Regions from separate parts of the Ovis aries genome. Here region 2 is linked to region 1. A link is a contact called in public Hi-C data. All regions are on one chromosome and are shown on one strand. Each heading gives the region's core, a stretch centred on a gene start, on an enhancer-like site or on the middle of the called end of the contact. The rest is flanking DNA. Distances are from core to core; before and after follow the strand shown.

Region 1 (5,004 bases), core at 676-3,175:
TGCATAGCACTCACACTGCCTGACAGTGTGGATGTTATACTTGTCTCCTGCCTGCTCCTACCCCCGGAAGGAAACGTGTACATGGCTAGGATTCCCGTCTGTCTCTCTTGGCCGATGCCTCCCTAGAGCACAGCCTGCTCCCTTGGGACACACACGTTATTTGCTAGAAGAATAAAGACCAGAGTCTATAAGAAGCTCGGCCCTGGGGCTCTGGGAGCGCAAAGCAGCAAGCCGCACACCCTGCCTGTGGGGGTGGGGCACGGAGGCTGTGCGAGAGGAGGTGATAGCCAACTTGGGCTCTGAGGGATGGATAGGAGCTTAACCAAGGGGAGCAGCAGGTGAATGCCACAGCTCAAGTCCAGGGGACCGGAGAGGCCATGAAGCGGCTGCGGTCTTTGGCACGGGCTGGTGTGTCTGGAGCAAAGCGGAGGGAAGAGGAAGGGAAGGATGCTGGACGCTGGGGAGCAGATAAGCAAGCTGAGGCTGAAGACGTCTCCAGCCAGGCGGCAGGACTGGACGTGAAAGGTGGGGGTTAAAACCCGGTAGACCCATTAAGCAACCGGCTGCGGGGGCGGGAGGAGGGGAGCAGAGGGTCCCTGGCTTCAGGAGCCTCGTGGCTGGGGCACCTTTTGCCACCATGTGGACGCACCCCGCTGAGAAACGAGGGAGGCTCCGGCCAGGCTGGCGGACCTCATGGCCGGGAGCCGACGTCGGGGGTGGGGGCAGGGGGCCAGCAGATGTGAGAAGCAGCCCACGTGATGCGCGGGTCCACGGGCAGGAGCAGAGAGAGAGGTGTCCAGTGAGGCCCACGAAAGCAGAGGACCCCACTGAGCCCTAAGAGTCCCGTGCCAGCCTGGGGGTGGCCTCTGAGAGTTTCTGCTTCTGTGAAACTGGGTGTCGGGCGCCCTCCTCACAGGGCTTTGCAACAGGAATATCTGCTTTCCTATGAGTCACGATGGCTCCGGGCCCAATGCCTATGGCCCATCGCTGCTCCGTGAGGCCCCAGCACAGTCAGCACAAAAGGTGCTGGTGTCCGTCCCGCTCTCACGCCCCGTCTCAGGCCTCTGAGAGGGCGCCGCCTGCCCTCTGCGTCCCCCTGCCCTCCAACGACCGCCAACCTCCAGGTGAGGTCGCCGAGGCCCGCCTCTTTGCATCCCCGGGAAACGACTTGGCTGCCGGCCAGGGTGTGGCCCCAGGGGGTGGGGCGGGGGCTGTGCCTCCCGGAGAAGAGAAAGCGCCTAATCCCGGGATTTGCCGTGAAAGCAGGACAGGGCCGATCACTCATCACCAGCAGAGACGGCCGCGCTGTTGTTTTTAGGTGGAATTTCTGAATCTCATCCGTAATGTGTACTGATTCTGGGCCAAGCTTTCCGAATCAGGCTCCCGGACGGGTCAGCAGTGTGTGTTTAACCCCTTAAGAGGTAAAGATTTCAAAGAGGCGATCTGGGCCCCTGCAGGCTGGAATGACTGAGAGTGACTTGAAGGCAGACGGCTGGGCAGACAAGCTCTTTGCTTTGCATGAGGCTTCCCCTGGCCAGGGGCTGAGGTACAGGCAGGTAGCTGTCTTTACGCATAAGCTCTTGCACTGGGGCTGCTGTGTACAGCTGACCAAGCTGCGCAGTGCAGGTAGAAGAGGCTGTGAATGGCACCCCCCAGGGTTGTGCGGTGCGCAGAAAGTCAACTGTAGACTGCAGCCTTGCCACGTTATTGTCTCTCCCACTGAGACATTAACAGAGGCAAAACCTACTGCTGAAAAACAAACTGTAGGAACTCAGATGGCAGGATGCTAGGGAAGCTAGGAGGCAACTTCGTGAAAGCAGGATTTGTGGCTTGAGTGTAAACTTGTTCCCCAGAACCCAGCATGGGGTTAGGCATGGGGTAGGAATCCAGGAGGTTCTTGCTGAACAAATAATTCAAGGATGACAGAACTCAGGAGGAATGGCCTCCACCATTCTGCTTCCGGCCTGACTCATCAGCCCAGGCCACGAGGGGTGCCTATGACACAGCTCCCAGGTCACTGGAGCCACTTTGGGGTGAACAGTCCCAGTAGCATCCCATGTGCCTGCTCTCCTGTCCTTTCAGGGGGCTCCGAGACCTCACCCAAACGGCCTCCTCACAGTGGCTCATTTATCCCCTAACAACCTACCCAGCTATGTTACAGTACATAGGACTCCTTCTGGTCCTCATACCCCGGCAAGGCAAGCATTACTATGGCAATCTCACTGAGAAGAAAACCGAGGCTCAGAGAGGTTATGAGACCTGCCTGAGGTCACACAGCTAGAAATGGACAACCAAGCAAGAACCGACGCCAGGATATCTGACCCCAAGCTCAGTGCTCCAACGGTGGGAGCAGAGAGTCCAGGGTGTTTTGCCCTAAAAGGGCCACCCCAGCCATTGATATTATTCAAAAGTGAAATACAGTAACAGTCCTTGTATGCTCACAATAAAACTTAGAATGCTCTTTCAAAATGTAAAAGCTTTTGGTTCCCTTGAGGAGGGGGGAGTGAGGATATTGTTATGCGGGTGGTGAGATATGGGCCAAATTTAGAGGCTCTGGCACAGACAACGTGGGCTATGTGAAAAAGTTTGGGTTCCATGAATACTGACTACACCTACTACATGCCAGGTGCTGCCAGGAGCTCTCCTTATCATTTCCTCTAATGACAAGAATGGTGTCTGCAATTAGGGACTGTCCCTCCTCAACCTAACCCATGTCCACGCGTGCGTGCTCAGTCACTCAATCGTGTCCCACTCTTTGTGACCCCATGGACTGTAGCCCACCAGACTCCTCTGTCCGTGGGATTCTCCAGGCAAGAATCCTGGAGTGGGTTGCCATTTCCTCCTCCAGGGGGATCTTCCTGACCTAGGAATCGAACCCGCGCCTTCTGTGTCTCCTGCATTAGCAGGCGGATTCTTTACCACTGGGAAGCCTTAAAAGATGAGCTGGACCATCTCCATTCATTCAGACTTTATTGCGAGCATGACTGGTTGCCATGGTACATGGGCAGGAGCTGAAGATAGGAGCACCTCTGTTTCTCAGGGGACCCAGGGGCGTGCAGCACACCTCCTTGCCAGCTGACAGTGATGCTCTTCGTTTTTTTCCTATAGCAACGGTGATGCCCACCAAGGATCCAGAGGGCCATTCACGAAATCAACCATTGGGTCTAAAAAGTAGCTTGAGCTGAGTGCTGTCTAGTTCCTATTGGCTTTGGGGAGGTTCTAGTAGAAATTTTGCCAAAGCACACCCTCTATATAGACAGGTTTTTTTTTCCTCCCTCTCCTTAGAAAAACAGTTTAAAAGGAGTAGTGAGCAAGGAGGGGTCAGGGAGGGCTGAGGCTCAGATACCACCAACCATCCAGGGGCCTGGGGAGTCCCGGGGGAGGGTCCCCCATTGCCGGTGGCTGATGATACACAGACTGCACCCACCTCACCAGGGCCCCTGTTAGTCATCTCCAGGAACTATTACCTGAAAGGCCCCTTCTGAAGCAGCCCCTGATCACAGCCAGTGCTGTGCTGGGCGGAGTGAAGCCGGGGCTGGATAAGGAAGGCTTTGTAGTGGCCTGAGAATACCTCAGGCATTAATAGAGCATTTTTTGCACAGGTTGAAAATGTATTCTTCATTTTTCATTGACAGCTGGTGAAAGAGGAATGTAACAGGGTGGCTGCACCCGGCTTTAAGGAGAGAGCAGCTCAGCCCTGCTCAGAGCCACCTTTATCCCTGCGGAGAGCTGGTTTTTAAAGGACGCATTAGGGGAAGGTCTGGCCCTTTCAGGTTCTTAATCAACTTGGAGTGCTTTCTCCTTCTGTGATCTGGGGGAGCAACGACCTTCACCGTGTCACGGTCTCAGCGGCTTGTGCACTGGTTAATTTTCTGGGACACAAACTCTTGGTAACTCTGCCCAAGTCAACACCCACAGTCCGAGAGCTCCGGCTCTGGGTGTCTGGGGAAGATTGGGCTCTAGGCCCGCTCCACCTCCAGCAGCAGGAGTGCCCAGCACAAACCACACCTGCCTTCTCTGGCCATTGGTCCCTCCTCCTTTGCTTCCAGCACTGAGTATCAGCTGCTCCTTCACGTGCACCACAACCCAGCTCAGACCTCACCTCTTCCACGAAGCCTTCCTGACCCGGTGCCCAGTGTCCACTCAGGGTGAAGCCTAGAGCAGGCAGGGGTTCAGCCTATGAGTAGGTGCGGCCCCTTCCCAGGTGCTGCAAGCAGTGCGGGCTGCCCAGGCGCGTCTCAATGGGCCCAGGAGCCCCCACATGGGAGGCCTGAGTGGCCCACAAAACACTTTCTCCCTCTCCACGGACTTAGAAGGTTTCTATCTAAGACATTGCTTAAAACGAGAATGCATAGCTGAAAACACGCCTGCAAACTGGGCCCTGCTGTTTTCATAGCTCAGTCTCAAGGTGGTCATTTCCTTAGCTTCCTCCTCTGCCCGATGGAGACAATCACAGCCCCAGAGGCGTCTTCAAAGACCAAGACGGGATATGGGGGTGAGCATGCCCAGTGACGGCTCCCACCCCGCTCAGACTGGGCTAGAGTCCAGTGGCAGAGCAAGCCATCACAGGTGGACAGGCCCATGCCCAGGCCTGGCGTGTGCCAGGGTGGCTACCCTCAGAGTCCAGACGCTCCAGGGGTCACAGAAGTTCTTTGGGGCAGGAGAGGTGCTGGAGGGAGCGGCAGATAAGGAAGTCCAGGCAAAGGGGCTCCAAGGAGAGAAACAAGACAGCGCCCCGTGGGTGGCGAGACAGGAGCCCAGCACAGCCTGGGTCACACCCCAGGGAGACCCCCGTCCCCGCTGGCCTTCACCCTCCACGTGGGAGAGCTCACTGGCAAACTCCAGGGGCCCAACCAGACGAGACGTCCGGCAAACGGACTGAGAAGCTGGACACCAGGCCCACCCAGGAGGCCGGGCCACAGGCAGGACGACTTCCCCAGGGCCAGCTTGGGCCCTCCGCCAGCACCGAATCCGAAGACCAGGGCCCGTGGGACCAAACGCGGC
Region 2 (5,004 bases), core at 896-3,395, 320 kb before region 1:
GTCTGTCTGTCCTGAGGTTTCAGACTGCATCCTGGTCACCCAGGCCTGCAGGCGCCCCCGCATCCAACAGGTCTGGGGCGTCAGGGCTGAGGCTGACCCCCGGGCTGGGGGCCTCATGCCTGCTCGGCCCTCAGCTCGCCGTGGGCCTTCAGATGCCCGGGCACCTCTGGGTTTCAACATCCCCACCTGCACCTCGGGGAGTGAGGAGAAAGGTCAGGGCTCAGGCCTGGGGAAGGTCTGGGCACAGCAGAAGGTGCAGGAAGCGTGGCCATGGCCCTGCGCAGACAGGAGCTGCTGAATCGCAGCCCCTAAGGCCGCCTCAGGAGCCTGGCGTCGATGCGCCCATGTTGGGCAGAGGAAGGGAGAATGGAGGAGAGACCCAGGTGGGCTTCTTGGAGGAGAGGGCATCCCTGGGCCTTGAGCCTTGCCTGGCTGCTGGGGGAGACAGGGTGGCCGGGAGGGGACTGTGGCACAGTCTGGCCAGACCCCCGGGAGCGTCGTGAAGGGCCTACACGCCCAGCAGAGGCCGGCATGTTTCTGAGGTCGGAGGTCAATGTCCTGAGTGACCGGGTGAGGCTCGGACTTCACAGATTTGGCTGACGTGGGGGCTGGATGGATCCTCCAGCTCCCCAGGCCAGGGAGGGCCTGGGAGAGCGAGGCTGTGCGTGTCTGCCTCTGGTGGCTGCAGTCCCTGCTCAGGACCCCCTACCCGCCTCCTGCTCTCTCTCAGGCCACCCGGTTTCTCTCCAGGGTGGGGTCCCCAGATGCCAAGCCAGGAATGCCAGTTATGCGGGGAGGGTGGGGGGGGGGCGGTGCGCCACCCGCGGGGGCGCGAGGGAGCGGGCGGACGCCGTGCTCTCTTCCCCGGAACACTGCGGGCAGCGAGCTGAGCGGGGCAGTGGCCTGGAAAGACTGCAGCCTGGGACCCGGCACGAGGAGCCAGCCCACAGGAGACCCCACCTGCAAGTGGGGGCCGTTCCCCACAGGGGACAGATGGGTAAACTGAGGCTCCCAGGGGCCAGCGAGAGTCAGGGGCTGAGCCGAACCTGAACACAGGATCCCGACCTGGAGAAGGCTCTAGGATCCAGCGGCAGTACCTAGATGGTTGCCCAGCCCCACTGCGCAGATGGGACATTGAGGCCTGGGCGTGGTCGGGGGGCCATAAGGCACCCCTCCTCCGTGCCCCCGACCACGGAACTCCCCGCAGTCTCCCCCTCTGTAAAGGGGGTTGGCAGGGCACACCCTGAAAAGACCTGCTGCAGATGGTGCGGGACACAGGGAGGAGGCCGCTCGGGAAGGATGGTCTTTTTGTCCTGTGGCCCCCTCCTCCCTTCTGGTGCAGGCCCTTTGACTGGGCAGGCAAGGGGATGCCTCACATGGCCTGGCAGACTTCAGTAAAGCCAGCCCTCTGCACATCCCCCCCTCCCCCCATTGTCCCGGGGCGTTAAAGCACTTCCTGACCCAGTAGGGGAAGAAGCCGTTTGCCAGCAGAGGGCTGACTGTGCTTTACTATCAGATGAGAAAACTGAGTCTCAGAAGAGTAGCCTTGGAGTGGCCTTCCCGTAGTCCAGGGACGTCCCCAAGTCACATGCCTCCCCTCAAGCTAGCCTAGAACCCCAGCCGGGGAAGGAGACGGAGACGGCAGATTCAAGGCCGGTTCAAGGGCGGGGCAGGTGGCCTGTGCGCCCCTGAGCCTTTGCTCTGCCTGCACCAGCCTCTTAGCCTGCTGTTCCGCTCCCTCTTGATCCCTCCGGCCGAGGAAGGCTGTGGAGACCCTGCTGGTGCCGAGCCCTGGGGCTGTGATGGAGGCCCAGGGGGTCTGCCGAGTGGTCCCTGACCCAGAAGACATTCTTGTCCGTGCTTGACAAGCAGGAGCACTGAGGCCACCATGCGTTCCTTACCCCAACTCTGCCCCTCGGGGCCCTGCTGGGCTCCAGAACTAAGAACCTCTTCCGGCTCATCTGTGGCTGGGAAGTTCTGGGCCAACCCCTGGCCACCCGAGGAAGAGGCTGGCGGGGATGCAGCCGTGGGTGGGCGTCGGGGCCAGGTGCCTCCCTCCCAGGTATTTGCCCAGTTACTTCCTGGACAAGTGGACCCAGGCTCGCCTCCCTGGCTGATCGCAGATAATTAGAACATTCTTCAAATATTTTGCCGGAGGATGCCCGAGAAGGAAGAACTACAAAGCGCCCCGGGCCAGGAACGTGGGCTGGAGGAGCTCTGGGCCGCTGGGCCCCCCGGGGCTAGGCCAGGGTTGGGGGCCTGGAGGGAGGCGGGATCTGGTTCAGCTCAGCCAGCCTGTCCCTGCCTCCCAGGGAGCTGGGGGCAGGGCTGGGGTGGGGAGGGGGGTCATGTCCAAGGTCTGGCTGGGTGCCCTCCCAGCTGGCAGGGGTGGATAGACCCTGCCCCACATGGCCTCAGGAAAAGCCTGAGGGGTCAGGCTTAGAGTCTGGCTCTCTTGGGGGACCGAAAGGGTGGGAAGGCCTCTCGGAGGAGGGTCTCTGAGGTGGGGAGGTCAGGAGGTCTGGGAGAAGGACCAAACGGTGAAGACGCAGAAGCAGAGCACAGAGCTAGTGACCCGAGGGAGAAGGGGTGTGGCAGCCTCGTGATTGACAGCACCCTGGGCCAATGAGGAACAGTCCAGCGCGGGACTCAGGCCTTGAAGCCACGCCCAGCCGGTGCTGGGGCGGGGCAGAGGGGCAGGCCGGAGCTGGGGAGGGCATCCCCAGAGGGAAGAGGGGGCCGGCTGGCTGGTGTCCTGCGGGAAAACCCTTTCTTCACTGCTCACCTCCCCAAGACAGGTACATGCTTCCTTCCTAGGGGGACGACAGGGGTCAGAGGTCGTCCCCCCGCCCCCTCCCCCGTAACACCCAGCTCCTGGCTCCGGTGTCTCTGGGAGGGGTCTGGGGTGTGGAGGCCCAGTTGGGCTAAGTCATGAGGTCTGGGTTCCGGAAAGTCCTTGGCTGCCAGCCCCCCATGGAGTGCTGCCCCAGTCCTGAGCTCAGGGGCCTTCCCAGGACCCTTAGGTGGGTTCAGGGCAGGCTTAACGCCCAGCCCTGGGGTGGGGAGGTGGGCCGCATCAGGGCGGGGACTCTGTCCTGTGAGGGGGAAGCCGGGGGTCCCTGCCACAGCGGGCGTTTGCCCTCTGCGGAGGCATCTTTGTCTCGGGCTGTGGTTTGCGGGTCGGTCATCAGGGAATTTGTAGGCGAAGCAGCATGCTGAGGTGGAGGTGCCTGGCCCAGCGGCCGCATGCGTGGCCGTCGCCTTAAGGCCCCGTGGACGGATCAGATGGCTTGAGGCTTCCTCTGGGCCTGAGAGGCTGTTCCGTCACGTGGGCCGGGCTGGCAGTGACACCATCTCTGTCTGGCTTTCTCAGGAAGACGGGTGCCAGCAGATCAGGGCCCAGGGGAGGGCACTCTGGGGTGGCCTCCCCTCATAATCACAGCAGCCTGCCCACCTCCAGGGCTCGCAGCGCTAGACCTCACATGGAGGCAGGCATTCGCTCAACAGTGTGTGAAGTGGCAAGGTTCTTGTTCAGTCGCTAAGTCGGTCGTGTCTGACTCTGCGACCCCGTGGATGGCAGCACGCCAGACTTCTTTGCCCTTCACTGTCATAGGCTGCTTTCTATGGACCTGGAAAAGTCGAAGAGAAGATGCGGTGTGCCTGGGGCGCCCGCCCTGCCGGGGCTATGTCAGTGGCAGGGTCCTGCTCTCTGTGCGGGGGGTGGGGTCCCTGTCCCTGGGAGGCCCCAGCGGATGTTCTCACATGTTCTGCTCACTCGCAGGTCCATCCAGCATCCACGAGGACCACTGAGGCTGGATGGGGCCTGGCGGGTGGGGCAGAGCGCACTGTGGGGAGTGAGTCAGCGGGGGCGGCGGAGGGCTGCCAGTGTGGGGAGGGCCTGGGACTCGGGCCCTGCTCCCAACCTGGCACGAGTTTGGGGGCCTCCTTCAGCAGCCCCCCGGGGAAGCCCCCCAGTGTGGCCCCTGGGGACCGATGGGGGAGGATGGTTCTCCAGGTGGACAGGTGACCCTTTAACTGTCTTTGAGGGTCAAGGATGAGGCGATGAGGTACTGACCACCTGGGACCAGGCTCCTTCCCTCCCTCCCTCCCTCCCTGAGTTCCTGGGCAGGTGGTTGGACCTTCGGGACCTTTCATGCTTATTCTGAGGAATAACAACAGCAGCTATTACTATAATTGTCATAACATTCGCCTCCCCACTACTCAGGGGACTCTGAGCCGAGTCCAGCACACAGCAGGCGCTCATGCCACCTCGAGTCCAACAGCATGAAAGATTTAGGCTAGACTACTAGCCACCGGGGCGGGTTTGGAGGGTGTTGGCTCCTGACCACAGCAGGGGTGTCCTACACAGGGACGGGGAAGGACAGGATGGTTCTAGTTGAGCACTGGGGAGACTCTGGCTCCCCCCAGTCGACCCCTCTTGGGCCCTCAGCATCCCTGAGGTTGTTTTGCAAGGACGCTCGGAGAGCCCCGAGGCTGGGCCATGGCAGGAGGGGGGCTTGGCCTCGACAGGGGTCTTAGTGGGGCAGTGCTGGGAGGAGGCTGCCCGTCAGGGCCCAGCCCGGCTCCTCTGGACAGAGGACAGCTAGCAGGTGGGCAGCCCTGCCTCCGGCCCCAAGTGCTGGCCAGGTGCAGGCCAAGAGCAACAGGCCTGCCTAGTGCAGTCCCCCGCTACCACGTAGGGCTCCCTCCACCCCCACGGCTCTCAGGGTCCCTGTGCCCACCTTCCTTATTGCCCCGGGAGCTGCTAGCGGAGCCTGCCTCCCTACTCAGGGTTCCCAGAGGACCAGGACCCCGTGGGCACAGGCTGGCCACATCAGTGGACAGAGTCTAGGCAGAGGCAGAGGGTGGTGGGCACTAAGCAGAGCCAGGCTGGGGGTGCCCTTTGATCCCGGAGCCTCTGAGCCTGGATTTGGGCTGTGTTGTGGCCCATTCCAGCTCCGCCTGCAGAGGGGGCCAGCTCACAGCTACCCCCACAAGCCTGTG

The links. A called contact is a pair of places that touch in the nucleus more often than the background predicts.
Region 2: a contact with region 1 is called in a Hi-C map of mixed tissues, with 2.8 times the contacts expected there. The contact joins two enhancer-like sites. A contact is called at or near these places in 4 of 16 Hi-C or Micro-C datasets (mixed tissues, omental adipose tissue and tail adipose tissue).

Annotation. Positions count from the first base shown.
Region 1 is chr3:221,861,537-221,866,540 of ARS-UI_Ramb_v3.0, reverse strand. The region is part of intron 16 of FBLN1 (fibulin 1); the gene reads right to left. Among named protein-coding and RNA genes, the nearest start is that of TRNAG-CCC, 5.0 kb to the left of the region's middle. Within about 2 kb of position 1,925, at least 12 of the 54 cell types and tissues checked have an H3K27ac peak or open chromatin away from gene starts, as enhancers often do.
Region 2 is chr3:222,178,707-222,183,710 of ARS-UI_Ramb_v3.0, reverse strand. All of the region lies in intron 1 of WNT7B (Wnt family member 7B), which reads left to right. Among named protein-coding and RNA genes, the nearest start is that of WNT7B, 17 kb to the left of the region's middle. Within about 2 kb of position 2,145, at least 9 of the 54 cell types and tissues checked have an H3K27ac peak or open chromatin away from gene starts, as enhancers often do.